5 separate regions of the Mus musculus genome follow, and all the other regions are linked to region 2. A link is a contact called in public HiChIP or PLAC-seq and promoter capture Hi-C data. All regions are on one chromosome and are shown on one strand. Each heading gives the region's core, a stretch centred on a gene start, on an enhancer-like site or on the middle of the called end of the contact. The rest is flanking DNA. Distances are from core to core; before and after follow the strand shown.

The links. Promoter capture Hi-C pulls out the DNA fragments that hold promoters and counts their contacts. HiChIP or PLAC-seq counts read pairs in DNA pulled down with a chosen protein or histone mark.
Region 1: a contact with region 2 is called in a promoter capture Hi-C map of embryonic stem cells, with 4 times the contacts expected there. The contact joins the promoter of Cdc6 here to the promoter of P3h4 in region 2. A contact is called at or near these places in 3 of 39 promoter capture datasets (embryonic stem cells, hippocampal neurons and liver), 2 of 115 datasets of contacts at active chromatin or transcription factors (embryonic stem cells and pancreatic cancer cells) and 1 of 9 other capture datasets (macrophages).
Region 3: an H3K27ac HiChIP or PLAC-seq map of extraembryonic endoderm stem cells shows a contact between it and region 2, with 10 times the contacts expected there. The contact joins the promoter of Top2a here to the promoter of P3h4 in region 2. A contact is called at or near these places in 3 of 39 promoter capture datasets (embryonic stem cells, hippocampal neurons and liver), 2 of 115 datasets of contacts at active chromatin or transcription factors (astrocytes and extraembryonic endoderm stem cells) and 1 of 9 other capture datasets (liver).
Region 4: an HNF4G HiChIP or PLAC-seq map of pancreatic cancer cells shows a contact between it and region 2. The contact joins the promoter of Igfbp4 here to the promoter of P3h4 in region 2. A contact is called at or near these places in 2 of 39 promoter capture datasets (hippocampal neurons and liver) and 1 of 115 datasets of contacts at active chromatin or transcription factors (pancreatic cancer cells).
Region 5: a contact with region 2 is called in a promoter capture Hi-C map of hippocampal neurons, with 8 times the contacts expected there. The contact joins the promoter of Thra here to the promoter of P3h4 in region 2. A contact is called at or near these places in 1 of 39 promoter capture datasets (hippocampal neurons) and 1 of 115 datasets of contacts at active chromatin or transcription factors (embryonic forebrain).

The regions. Positions count from the first base shown.
Region 1 is chr11:98,906,363-98,909,062 of GRCm38.p6, reverse strand. Cdc6 (cell division cycle 6) reads right to left here and starts at 1,262. Exons shown (of 12, transcript NM_001025779.2): 1 at 1,082-1,262; 2 at 233-426. The coding sequence starts at 413. RefSeq lists an enhancer at 2,422-2,700.
Region 2 is chr11:100,413,431-100,416,130 of GRCm38.p6, reverse strand. P3h4 (prolyl 3-hydroxylase family member 4 (non-enzymatic)) reads left to right here and starts at 1,415. Exons shown (of 8, transcript NM_176830.3): 1 at 1,415-1,954; 2 at 2,052-2,204; 3 at 2,351-2,522. The coding sequence starts at 1,475. It overlaps Fkbp10 (FK506 binding protein 10), which reads right to left and starts at 437. Exons shown (of 10, transcript NM_010221.2): 1 at 106-437. The coding sequence starts at 347.
Region 3 is chr11:99,022,917-99,025,653 of GRCm38.p6, reverse strand. It overlaps Top2a (topoisomerase (DNA) II alpha), which reads left to right and starts at 1,465. Exons shown (of 36, transcript NM_011623.2): 1 at 1,465-1,608; 2 at 2,662-2,737. The coding sequence starts at 1,588.
Region 4 is chr11:99,039,924-99,042,623 of GRCm38.p6, reverse strand. Igfbp4 (insulin-like growth factor binding protein 4) reads right to left here and starts at 1,380. Exons shown (of 4, transcript NM_010517.4): 1 at 779-1,380. The coding sequence starts at 1,127.
Region 5 is chr11:98,740,462-98,743,161 of GRCm38.p6, reverse strand. It overlaps Thra (thyroid hormone receptor alpha), which reads right to left and starts at 1,377. Exons shown (of 10, transcript NM_001313983.1): 1 at 1,156-1,377.

The DNA of each region.
Region 1 (2,700 bases), core at 13-2,512, 1.5 Mb after region 2:
ACTATAACTTCAAGGGAAATGTAAAGGACAGAACTAAGGAAATGAAGATCAAACCTAGGTTCCTTAGCAAATGATCTCTAGTGTACGGCTCAACCGTGAAATTCGGTACACACTTGGCAGCCATTATGAAGGCAAATACAGCTCTGGTTTTAAGAGCCAGGCACCTCAGCATCAAGGCAGGAAAGGCTGAGAGCTCAGTCACAAAGTCGCACTCACAAAGCGGAGGGCTTACCCAGACGTTTTCGGGGACTGAGAGGCAGAAGTTTTACGTCCACACACGGAGTGGTGGGTACAGGCTGGACGTTTCTAAGTTTTACTTCACAATCCCGGGAATTGGGTTTCTTCAGGGTATTAGATAGCTTCTTTTTCGGAAAACCGATGGTAGCTTGTGTCTGGGATCTGGTTTGAGGCATGATGGCCACACAACTGGATACAAAGGAAAATCAGGAGAGCAAAGAGAAAAACACACAGAGCAATATAAATAATTATATTGGGGACCAGCACTCCATAAATCACGTTAACATAGCATTTTTAACATTTAGTTGTGCTTCCCATGCAAATCTATGTAATAAAGGGTAACGTCTGTCTGCCTAGTACGTGTAACATTCCGTTATACACATATTACACACTACAGTCTTACCATACGTCAAATGTAGACACTATTAGCCCTCTCTTAAAGAGATAGTCACAGAAACACACGGCTATCACCCTGGGCACCCTGGGACCAGAAGCCAAGTTCTTACACTTGTATGATGCCAGAAGTCTGTCTCCATTTATTTCTATAATACTTTAGCTCCTTCCCTGCAGACATGTGAGACGTCTTTAGCACTGGTTTGGTTCCAGACCGTCACCTTTAGGCTCTCCCAAGTCCTGGGCAAGGGCAGCTGCGTCCTCTGCTCAAAACTAGCCAGCACTCCACCAAACTCCCGACCCCACCCTACACCGTTTCCTCCCAGCAGCTCTCTCCTTCCCAACGCGGCGTGCTCGAACCGCTTCTAGAGCTCACAACCCCCTCCCTGACCCAGCCTCAGACCCCAGGCGATTTCCCGCTCTCCACCGGCCTTGCTCGGACCAGCCTCACCTCTCTGGACACCAGACCTCGCGGAGCTTTGCACTCTTCAGGGCCGTGTCGCTCAGTGCACACTCCTCGCGTCTCGATCACCACCGTAAAAACTCTCCCGCCACAAATTCTACAGCAGCTGCAAAGTCAACTCGCGCCAAAGCCGCTCTACTTCAGCCTTCTCGTCTCCCGCCAAAGTCCAGCCAGGCTTCTGATTAGTTGTCACTCATCACCACGCCTTCGCCGGTGACGGCCGGCAGCCAATAGGACAGCCCCAGGTCTCAGCGACCACCACGAAGTCACACCCACTCGCCCGGGAGGGCGTTAACTTTTGAGACCTCGGAGGAAAGGCGCGCGTTTACGAGCGCGTCACGCCGTAAAGCCTGGCGGGAAGTGTAGTTTTTTTTTTTTTTTTTTTTTTTTTGCCTCTACGCACATCTACTTCCGTATTTTTATTTCTACTTTGTCCTCCACCCAGCCTCCCCACCGTTGCCTAACGTCCTCATTCTACTGGGCTACCTTTGCTCATCTTATCTGCCAAACATCCCTATTTTCATTATTCTGGTGGGCTAGATTTTAAGAGGGCTACAAGGCCTACTTTTTGGGGGGCGGTCCTGTATGGCATGAAGCAAATGAATGTATAAGGTCACAGAATTTTCTGTGGGGAGGAGCTGATAACTCGAACCAGGGTATTTTTTTGGGGGGCGGGGGGGCAAGTTCTAGACCTATCTAAGCAAACTGACATCATCTCACTATTTGTTGACTTGCGCTTGCTCAGTGAGAAACAAGTGCAACACCAAACGTATAATTTCAAGGTCATACATTCCAAGTGCTGCCTTAACATCCATCTAGCTACACATCATAGGGAGTAAAATTATGTCTCTTTAATTTGAAAATCTCTTATGGCCAAGCACTAGGGTCTGGGACCCAAGGAAAAGAGTTATCGGCAAGGCAAGCTGAGCATTTAATGAAAAATGTAACTAGAGCAGCCATTTGCAGGCAGGTCAGGCTCCAAGGTTACTCGGGTTCTTCTAAAGACCAGAGCCCAATTCTAGGTAATGGTAAAGTCTATGGGATTTTGTTCTTGGTTTGTTTTGTTTTGGTTGTTATTGTTTTCTGAGACTTTTTATTTGTAGCTCTGGCTGTCTTGGAACTACGTAGACTAGGCTGGCCTTAAACTCAAGAGATCTGTCTGGGTCTGCCTCCCAAGTGCTGAGATTAAAGGTGTGCGCCACCACACCTGGCTATAGGATATATCTTTTATTGTCTGATACCAAATAAAACAGACACAAAGCTACAAGTAGGAGCACAACAGCACAATCGCCAGTTACCTCTCATTTCAAATAGCTGGGAAGAGCCAACGTAAGTGTGTGGGTCTGAGCTCGTTATTTTACCTCTATCACCTTAATTAGTCTTTATAAGCACCCGAGGAAGGTTTTTGGTTTTGTTTGGTTTGTTTATTTTTCGAGACAGGGTTTCTCTATAGCCCTGGCTGTCCTGGAACTCACTTTGTAGACCAGGCTGGCCTTGAACTCAGAAATCCCAAGTGCTGGGATTAAAGGCGTGTGCCATCACCGCCCGGCTCCCTAGGAAGTTTTTATAACTAATTGTAAGAGCTGATATTTGCATTTTAAATAGTC
Region 2 (2,700 bases), core at 166-2,665:
GCAAAGGATTATGAAAGCACTACAGGAATGCAAACCTTAGAAGGGGCAACATTCTCTGGAAGCTCAGGAAAGTGGTGCTGAGTCCGGGAGTGCCCAAGCTCTTACCTGGAGTCAAACTTTTTCCCGTCTTCGAAAGTGCCATTGTAGTGGTAACGCACAAAATCCCCCATCTGCACTTCTCGGGGACAGGCCCGAGGGATGTGGTATCTCTCGATGACCACATCTTCCAAGGGGGCTCCGGCCGGGCTGGCACGGCCCAGTCCCCTCTCCAAGGTCTGTAGAAGCAACAGCAACGGCAGTATGCGGAGCCGATGGAGGGTGTGGCTGGAGGACCCCACAAGGAACATGGTGCCCAGACCAGGGACGCCGGCAGTGAGAGCGGACGCCAGCCGCTAGCCTCCTTCCCCCTCCTCTCAGAGCTGACTCCCCCCCTTCCTGTCCTCTCTCCCCACCCCGCCCTGGCGGGTCCACGTGGAATGGGGGCTGGGGAGAATGAGCTGGCCGGGCAGGGTGATGTTTTATGGTGAACTAGGAGGTGGGGGCCAGGTTGAGAGTCTCTGGAGTCCAAGGAATTTGCCACAAAGATCTCTGAGTCTCCCTCCCCCAAAACTCCATCCGGGACTGAGACCCGGGGCCTGGCCCAGAGGGAGGTTCGGGAAAGATGAGAAGTTGGAGTGGACTTCCAAAATGAAAAAGTTTTTTCCAGAGTCTCTGGGTCCTAAAGCCTGTTGGAGGAATCTCTAGCTTTCCCTGGCACCCCAAATCTAGGCCCCTTCTGGTGCAGGTGAGGCTGTAATCTGAGGGCTATTTCAGTTCTACACACACACACACACACACACACACACACACACACACCCGCCCCAACTCTCCTCCCGCGAAAGGTTAGAGGAAAGGGGGGTTAGGGAGAATGTTCTCTAGGTGAAAGGTTGTTTTGTCCTGCAAAAGCCTGGCTGCACTGAAGACACAGGAATCTTGCTCCGGCGGGAGGCTGATGGTGTCAGTGCTAGGTGTGCGGGGTAACAAGAGGTGTGTACGCCTCGACGTCAGCGCGGGTGTTTACCGGGCCACCTAGGGGGAGCAGAGGAGACTCGAGGAGAAAAAGACCAGATTATGTGACTTCGTCCACTTTGCCTACGCAAAGGACAGAGGTGGCACTTAAGGGGGGGGGGGGGGACGACACTGCTGTGGGGAGGGGCTTTCTGGGCGTGAAACGTAGCCCCACCCACCCGTGTCTGCCAGGGAGGGCCAGTGGTGGTGTAAGCATTGCTAGTGGTCGAGGGCCAGCCCACGTAGTGGACTCGAGCGTCAACTGACGGTCCTAGAGAGGCATTCCAGCCTCCCGGCTCTAGCCTAGGGCCCGGCGCTAAGACCCAGCAGGAGCTCCGGGGGTTGGGGGTGGGCTGGGCTGGAGCCCGAGCTGGCTGGAGCCCGACGGTCGCCGGCTGCTCCGTAAGCCTCCGGGCGCGGTGCGGGCATGGCTCGCGGGGCGTGGGGGCTGCTGTGGCTGCTGCTGGGCAGCGCCGGGGCCCAGTACGAGAAATACAGCTTCCGAGGATTCCCTCCGGAGGACCTGATGCCACTGGCCACGGCCTACGGCCACGCTCTGGAGCAATACGAAGGCGAAAGCTGGCGCGAGAGCGCGCGCTACCTGGAGGCGGCGCTGCGGCTGCACCGGCTGCTGCGCGACAGCGAGGCCTTCTGCCACGCCAACTGTAGTGGCCCCGCCACCTCTCAGCCTCGGCCCGCGTCCGGCCCGGACGGCGACCACGACGGCGATGGCGAGGACTGGGCTCGCGAGCTGCGGCTCTTCGGTCACGTCCTGGAGCGCGCCGCCTGCCTGCGGCGCTGCAAGAAGACGCTGCCCGCCTTTCAAGTCCCTTACCCACCGCGGCAGCTGCTGCGCGACTTCCAGAGCCGCCTGCCCTATCAGTACCTGCACTACGCGCACTTCAAGGTGGGCGCGGCCGGGGCCGCCGTCGAGTTTCCCTAGAACGTGAGGCCCGCGGTGCGTCCGAGGCCCCCACTGACCCACTCCCCACGCTCCTCACCAGGCGAACCGACTGGAGAAGGCGGTGGCTGCGGCCTACACCTTCCTCCAGAGGAACCCCAAGCACGAGCTGACCGCCAAGTATCTCAACTACTACAGGGGGATGCTGGATATTGGAGATGAGTCCCTCACCGACCTGGAGGCCCAGCCCTACGAGGTGTGGAGAGAGTGGGAGGGATGGCTAGCCTTGGTACACCTTCCTACAACCTCTTCACCCAACACACACACACACACACACACACACACACACACCTTATGAGCCTTCGGGGTCTTCTTGACTACCCCCGCCATGCACCTCTCCAGGCTGTGTTCCTCCGGGCTGTGAAACTTTACAACAGCGGGGACTTTCGCAGCAGCACAGAAGACATGGAGCGGGCCCTGGCTGAATATATGACGGTCTTTGCTCGGTGTCTAGCTGGCTGTGAGGGGGCCCACGAGCAGGTAGACTTCAAGGACTTCTACCCAGCGATAGCAGGTATATACCATTCAGACCACTGTGAGGTATCCCTCACCCACAGTGCCCTGGCTTCCCAGGCCTTCTAAGGCCTCTTAATGCGTGGCTATGTCCGGTGACCGCATTCAACAGGTCTAGCAAAGTGCTCCAAAGCTACACACGAGTCAGGCCTTTTCTGTCTCCAGTCTGATGAGAGAAA
Region 3 (2,737 bases), core at 216-2,715, 1.4 Mb after region 2:
CAAAAAAAAAAACACCAAAAAAAAGGTCTTAATTGCTGAGTCCCTAGTGGCCCTAAGCATTGAAGTCACCCTCCTTTATTAACACACAGGACAAGGCTAAAAACACTGAAGACAGGATCAGAACAAGGTTAAAACTCTACTCCTTTGGTTTTCCCACCAGCCAGGCCACATTTCTTCATTGGCCTTCTCTTTCACTTTGCCAGCAGGGTTGTTGTTGGACACGTGAAGTTATTTAATAATGGTTGATCTTGGGCGCCTTTTGGAAAGGAAAAATGTTTAAATTTAAGAAATTCCTTGCTGATAATAGCGATTTTTTTGAGGGTGGTGGTGGGGTTAGAGAAAGGGTTTCTCTGTGTAGCCCTGGCTGCTCTGGAACCTGCTCTGTAGACCAGGCTGGCCATAAACTCCAAGATCCACCTGCTTCTGCCTCCCAAGTGCTGGGATTAAAGGGGTGGTGTCGTCACACATAACCAGTTTATATCTACCATTTTTACTTTTAGCACAGGAAATTGAAGCTTCCTCCATCGAGAACCCACCAAGCCCCCACCTCTTATGTCAAATTGAACGGTGCTCTAGACTGCATTATGCATAGAGGGCAAATATAAAGAGCTCTTGTAGATTCCCTCAGCAGCTGACTGAGGGAGAAGTTCCCGTCTCATGAGGGCCTCTCAGCTCCACTGAAGAAGCATGAATGAATCTTTGTATCAGGGGTGATCCACAGGGAGTGTTAGTGCTGCTCGCGATTTTGCTGGCATCTCTATACTCTTCGTGTGTGGCAGCCTAAGACCGCAAGCAGAAGAACTTGCCAGAACTTTGCCAGCATTAACTCAGCGCTTCTCAACTTCCTAAGGTTGCGACCCTTCAACATAGCGTCTCATGTTGTGATGCCCTGCTACCATAATTATTCCATTGCTACTTCATAACTGTAATTTTTTTGCTGCTGTTATGAGTTGTAAGGTAAACTATCTGATATGCGACCCCCAAGAGTCACGACCCACAGGCTGAGAACCGCTGCCTTGGCCAGCCTTGAGGGAGGGATGGCGTTGTTTCCTCGGTCAGGAAAAAAAAAGGAAAACTCATCGCAGGATTAAGACTCTGTAATCTCAACAGATCTGAAATAAAGAATGAGCATCCGTTTTCTAGTTATATTCAGAAGGACGGCTTAGTCAACCACTTTGCACTTCCAAAATGCCTTCCCTCTCTTCAGAGTGTCTCTCAGAGCACATGGACCTTCCTCATTGGTCAGATTTTCTGTCAGTACCACCAACAATTGCTATTGGTCCATTTTGAAGATTCTCCCGCCTTCTTTTACCTAATTGGTTTATTCGAAAAGGCGGTCTTTTGTTCGAATAAAAGACGATCTACGATTGGTTACTGCAAACAGAGCCAATGAGAGCGAGTCGGTGATTGGTTCCTCTGATTTGGGCGGGCTAGATAAAGGTTCAAATGAAACTAGGGAAGCTCTCCTAACCGACAAGCGTCTGTGAGGGGAGCGTCCAGGTCCCGCGTCGCGCGTCGCGGGTCGCCTAGCGTTTCCCGCTGGTTTTGTCGCTTTCCGGATTCTCGAGCCTCTTCAGGACCGTCACCATGGAGTTGTCACCGCTGCAGGTACAGCTCGCGGATGGGGCCGGGTAGTAGAGCCTTTACGTGGCCTCTGCGTTCATGGCTGACGGCGAGAGTTGAGGTTCCAGGGCCGAGCGCTGGCCGGCGACCGGCTGGATCCGGTCAGCCCCATCTTCTGGGCCTTGAGGGGTCGTGGACTGGGTGAAGCTCTTTCCGAAATGATATCTATAATCTAATCTGGGTTCTTGAGTGTTGTGTTTTTATTGTTTGTGGGAGCAGGTTCAACTAGTCCTGCGATCGGTCTGTAGTCTAATGGCTTCTGTGTGACTTCCAGCCGGCTTATACTCGAATTCAGTGGCCCTCTTCCCTTCCCTGGGTGATTTGAATAACTCATCACGGAAGGTGCAGAGCATGGCAGTTCCCATTGAGGAGCTGGCCGACCGAGTGGCTCAAAAAAAGTCCAGTTTCGGGATGTGAATGTAGCCAAGGGTTTGCATTGCTAGCATCCCAACTGCTACGGGTGGATACCATCTGTAATCGGCACGAGCCTATGTCGGCACTCACTAAATATTTTCCCATTAGATGGAAGAAGTTGAGTGTAGTTTATCGATGACATAAAAAATATTACTCAAGGCAGAAATGTCCATACTTGCAGAACTAAAATACCTATTTAAACGGGCATCTGTAGCCAGACCTAGTGGGGCAGGCCTGAAATGGCAGCTGCTCCAGAGACTGAGGCAAGAGGATGCCTTAAGCTATTTAATGGGACTCTCAAAAACAGCAACAGGGGGTGAAAAAAATGGTCTGGGAATTTTGCTCAGTGGTCAGAGCATTTGCCTAGCATGTGCATGCAAGGGGGGGTGGGGGGACCTTGGGTTCCATCCCCAGCATCACGAATACTCAAACCACAGAACCTAATCACAAGGATTTTAATTGACTTGTTCGTTCAAAACTATGTAAACTCTACCAGTACCTACAAGCAGGGGATAGATGGTGATAGAGTGTATGGACTTTATCATTGTTGCAGATATTTTGTTGACCACTTCTGATAAACTTGTGGCTAAAATTAAGTTTATTTTTAATTCCCCTAATGGCTAGCCTGTAAATGAAAATATGCTAATGAACAAAAAGAAGAATGAAGATGGCAAGAAAAGATTGTCTATTGAAAGAATCT
Region 4 (2,700 bases), core at 131-2,630, 1.4 Mb after region 2:
GCCTTTGGGGGAAGTCCAAGTCGCATGTTCTTTACCCCAGAGGTTCTTCTGAATTGTATGTCCCACTTCACCCCAGGGTGATGAGTGAAAGGCCCAGCCCCTGGCTCCTCACACCTCTCACCTGAGACTGGGTGTGTGGATCAGGCTCTGGATCAGGAACAGAAAGGAACCGTCCCAACACACACACACACACACACACACACACACACACACACACTGCCTCCCGCTCGAATACACATACCATCCTTATCACACAAACGTGCACAAGCACACCATCCTTATCACCCCCACAGACACTTGCACACACGTATGCACATGCGCATGTACACACACACCATCCTTATCACCCCCCACAGACACATGCACACACGTATGCACATGTGCATGTACACACACACACACACACACACACACACACACACGCACGCACACCTTATCATCGCAGTCATCTAACTCTAGATGACAAATGTAACTGAATCAGGTCATTTAACTTACCTCAGGAGCCAGGCTTACCACTGAGGCCAAGGCCCCTCTTCCCAAAGAAGTACTTAGGAGGTTTGAGATGAAGAGGTGGGGTAGGTTTCCCTCGACCAGTGGCAACTGGTGCTGGGATTAAATGCCAGCATTCTTGGCTGTTTCTAAGCTCTGCCACGTACCTCCCTTCTCCTCAACTCACAGGGGGCATTGACGGGCCTTCCAGGCCAGCCAGAATGGGAACTAAGTTGCAGGGAGGAGGGTGTTTGGGAAATGTGGCCGAGGGAAGGTAGGTGTACCTTACCAGAGGTCTGCAGGCTTTCCTGGATGGCTTCGATTTCCGACAGCTCCGTGCACACGCCTTGCCCGTGCATCAATGTACGCAGGGGCTTCTCCACCCCCCGGGGAGGGTAGCAGCGCATGCCTGAGCCACAGCGTGGGGTGTACACCCCGCAGGGCATCCCCAAGCCCAGGGCGCAAGTGGCGCAACAACCGCAGCCTGGCTCCCGCACCAACTCCTCGCAACCCACGGGGGGGCGGCAGCGCGCCAGCTTCTCCTCGGAGCAAGGGGGGCAGTGGATGGCTTCGTCGCCCAGGCTCGGCCGAGGCCCTGCGGCCAGCAGCAGGGCGGCCACGAGGCCGAAGGGCAGCATGGCGAGGACGAGGGTGGGGCGCAGGAGGGGAGCGCGGGCTCGCGAGCGGGCTGCAAGGGACCCGGAGGCAGCGCCCAGAGAGCTTAGAGAACCAGACCCGGAGGGCGCAGGGACACGGGGCGACCCCGGCAGGCAGAGACGGAGCCGGGGAAGTTAGCAAGCACGCTGGAGCAGAGCGAGCCTGGCCACCGAGGCGCTGCGCTGCATCCTCGGCCGGCCCAGCAGGCGGCGGGGGGCAGGGGGCTGAGCGGCTGCCCGGGACCGGCTCCCGGGACTTTATACCGGCCCCCTGGCCACACCCCCAGCGCCGTCCCCGAGGTGGGAGAGCAGGGGAGGGCGAGGGGGAACTGGAGCAATGGAGCGGGAGAAGAGGCCGTTAGGGGGGAGGGGGCGCTGGCCTGAGTCGCCGCCACCGCTACAACATCTGAAAGTCCTTTGCCCCGCCGAAGAAAGCGACGCAGTTTGGAAGCGGTGGCCTGCGCGCGGAGAGCCTCTGAGCTGGACCCTGAAGAGGAAGCAGGGCGAGGGGAAACGAAGGGGATGTTGCTTTGCCCCCCTCCCTCGACCTCGAAGGAGTCCTTCCCAGACACCTAGGAGATCCTCCTGCTGCCACAGAAAACCTGACCTCATAGCGGATTCAAGATTCTCTTGTTCAGTTCCCATCCCTGGCCAGAGTCCTCCGGTCACCCCCACCCACCCCCCGGGTATGTCCAGTCAACCTCTAGAGACCGCGCTAAAGTGGGACAAGGCGACTAAGCACTCTGTAAAGGGTCCAGGAGAGTTCTGGCCTCAAGGTGCTAATAGGCAGTCTTCTCACTTGCCCCTGAACCCCTGTCGCTTGACCCCCGCCCCTGGTTCCATTTGGGCCTTGCTGCACTCTGCTTCCAGAACTCCAGAACAAAGTGCCAAGCCTCTTCCTCCTTCCTAGATGTTGTTCCCTCTACCGCCCTGCTTAGATTCTGGAAGGAGACTGCCATTGGCTTTGTACAAGATGTGAGTCGAACAACTCCAGGGGGCTCCACTTCATGTACTCATTGTGTGTTTGCATAGTTACTGCAACAGTTTCCCAGTAGATGGCAGTCAAAGATTTCCAGAAAGAGAAGCGGCCTTTTAATTTTCCCGACGCCACTTTGCCCCTGGGTGATAAAGGGATTATTGATAAATATATCCCTTCCCCTCGCAGCAATTCTGTTGGAAACGGGAATTGATCTAGAGTCGCGTTTGGAGGAGAGACCCACCTCCTACCACCTTCTTTTTCATTTCTCCCTACGCCTCCTCATCCTCCCCAACCAAGGAGTTCGCTTCTTGTGTCTGTCCAGGCACAGTCGGAGGACCGAAGGATTTTGCGGGTGGATGGGGTCCGGAAGGGTTGGGCTAAACATCCAAGGAGCAACCAACCTAAAGATTTCCTAGACCTCTTCCGGTTCTTTGTCCCAGAGTCGGGGTCTTTCAGCCTCGGAGGAATTAGGCCACCTCCCACTTTCTGCACCGCAGACTGTTGGCGCGGTTGGAGGGAGAAAGGCACCAAGACCCGGACCTGGAAGACTGATCAAAAAGTTGCGAACTGACGGCA
Region 5 (2,700 bases), core at 128-2,627, 1.7 Mb after region 2:
ACTCTGCAGTGGAGGCCTGCCTCTTCCCTTGTCCCCATGTGGGTGTGTCCAGCAGCTCCTGTCCTTGAATCTGCCTGGATGTCCCCGAGTGAGCATGTAGCTGTCTGTGTAGGCATATCTGTTGTCTGCATGTCACCTTTGCCTCCCCCTTCATCTTGGACAATGGCCCCCTTCATCCCCTCCCCCTCCTGGGTCCAGAGCCAGCATTCAGGGGCAGGCCTCCCGTCTCCCTGGCTTTCCTTCTGTGTGCTCCCCCCTCCAGTCCCTAAAATGGGTGGCTCTCTTCATTGCCTCTGACATCTTCCCAGGCCTTCTTTTCACACTGGACAAGGGAGGGCCCAAGATAGAAAAGGGGCACCAGAGACACGTTGCAAGGGAGGGAAACGGGGAGCATGCACGCGCGCGCGCGCGGACACACACACACACACACACACACACACACACACACACACAGAACACGGGTCCATTTCTTCCTCTCTTCCCCAACCACAGGCCAACAATTCTCCTAATCATCTAGGGACCATCAAGTACACCCCCACTACTACAAGCTCACACTCCCCCCACCCCACCCCACCCGCCGCGTTTTTGCAATTAGGAGTGTTGCAACCAGAAAGCCATGCTCAACTGGAGAGGTGGGGAGGGGAGGGGGGCTTCTCTCTCCTCCAGCCCATGCAAGCCCCTCCACCCTGCCGCACCCACATTGCCCTTCCTAGCTAGAGACAGCTTTGCAAAGGCCATTCGGTCTCTTTGGCTGGGGGGGTGGGGGGACACGACAAGCTTCTGGCACACCGTAAACAAACCGCGGCGGGGCGGGCGGGGGAGCCTCGGCAGGCAGCGGGGCCCAACCCGGGAATGCGCAGCAGACCGGCCGGACAGAGGCCGGGGCGGGCCCTCGAAGGGGAGGCCCAGACGCCATCTCCCTGGGCGAACCCCGGGGCCCACCGACCACTTAACAGCACCTTCTTTCCCCAGGGCGTAAGTGGCTAGCTCTCGGGCTGTGACAGGGTCACCCGGGCGCCGGAAAAGACTGAGGTCGGCGGCGGGAACCCCCTGGGCGCCCCCAGCCCGCCTCCAAGCTGGCCAGAGACCCGCGGCTTTGCATAATCAATCGCGATGCATTTGCATATTAATGCCCCCTTGCTCCCTCCTCCTTACCTCGGCTTGGCGCGCTGGTCCGAGCTGAGCAACGACGCGGGGGTCTCAGCGCCCCGTGCCGGGGGCGTCCATGGGGGGCCGGTGGGGCCCGGGCCGCCCGCCTCCAGCGCCGGGGTGTGAGTGCGAGTGAGCGCGGGGGGGCGGGGGGCGAGTGTGGCGGCCCCGCGGCTCCTCCGGCAGAGGCGGCGGCCGCTCTGGCTCCTCCCTCCCCCGCCCCGCTCCGGCTGGGGCTCCAGCTCCGCGCGCCCGGCCGGCTCGCGGCTGCTCCCTGCAGGCCGCCTCGCAGTCGCCGGTCCCCGCCCCTCGCCCCCCGCCGCTCCCCAGCTCCTGGCCGGCCGCCCCGCAGCCCCTCTACCGCCTTGGCCCCTACCAGGCTCAGACTCGCCCACCTCACCCCCGCCCCCCCTACGGCTCCATCCAGGAGCGACGGTCGGTGACACGTTTTGAGAAAGATGTCATTTTCAAATAAAATAGCTTTCATTTGCGAGGAGAATTGGGGGAGGGGGGTTCTGGTTTGCACCCTGGGGTAGGGGGAGAAGGACCGAGGAGATCACTGCACCTTATAAATCCGGGAGGAAGTCCAGATACCAAACGCTAAGGGTAGTTTCAGAGTTCGGGTCCCTTCTTTGCGAACAACTCCCTGTGTGACCTTGAACACATTACAGCATCCAGGGTAAGAGCACAAAATCCAAAGGTTGGACAGGTTACTTCTGAAATCCTCCTAACTTCAACCATCCTATTTCTAGCCGTTTTGGAGGCTCGTTCCACATTGTGCCTCCTCTCTCGTTTCTAACATTAATGCTGAATCCACTGTCTCCTCTTGCAAACGTCTCTGTTCTCCATGGAAGCTCTTTCTAGTCACTGCCCACCAGCCATTCCCCAACAATATACTCCTATACTAAGCTTGGGGAATGGGGGTGGACAAGACTCGCTACAGCCCCTTATCTCCCAGCTTCTCAGAGGTGATATTTCCTCTCCTGTGTATACCATCAAAATCCAAATGGTTCAAGGGCCAATCTAAGCAACAGAGTGGCTGCAAATAGGTGGACTCCTTTTCTCAAAGGAGAGGTCTCCATGCCAGTTCCGGACCCTTGCGCGCGCACGCGCGCGCACGTGCGCCAACCACACACACAAAACACACAACACACACACACACACACACATACACACACACACCTGCATTCGTGGACATAAAACCCTGCCAGTGACGCCAGAGCCCCTTTCATCTTGGGATCTACTACCGCCAGGCAGAGGTCTAATTACCCTAGCACCCCCCTCTGGCCCCGCCGGTTCCCCCGCTATCATTAGCCCAGTTTTACCAGCGGGGGCCATAGCCTTCCCACGGCTCCCAGGGCGGAGCCCTGCCTCCACAGCCTGCTCTTGGGGAGGAGCCAGAGAGTGTGTCTGGGGAGCTGCTCTTCTAACCGTTCAGTTCATACTGGATAGAATCGTTTGCTGAGTGGGTTGCTGACCAACAGTCTCTCCAAGTTGGGCTGCCCTTGCACATCTTAGTTCCAGCCACCTACATCCTGAGCCAATGGACTC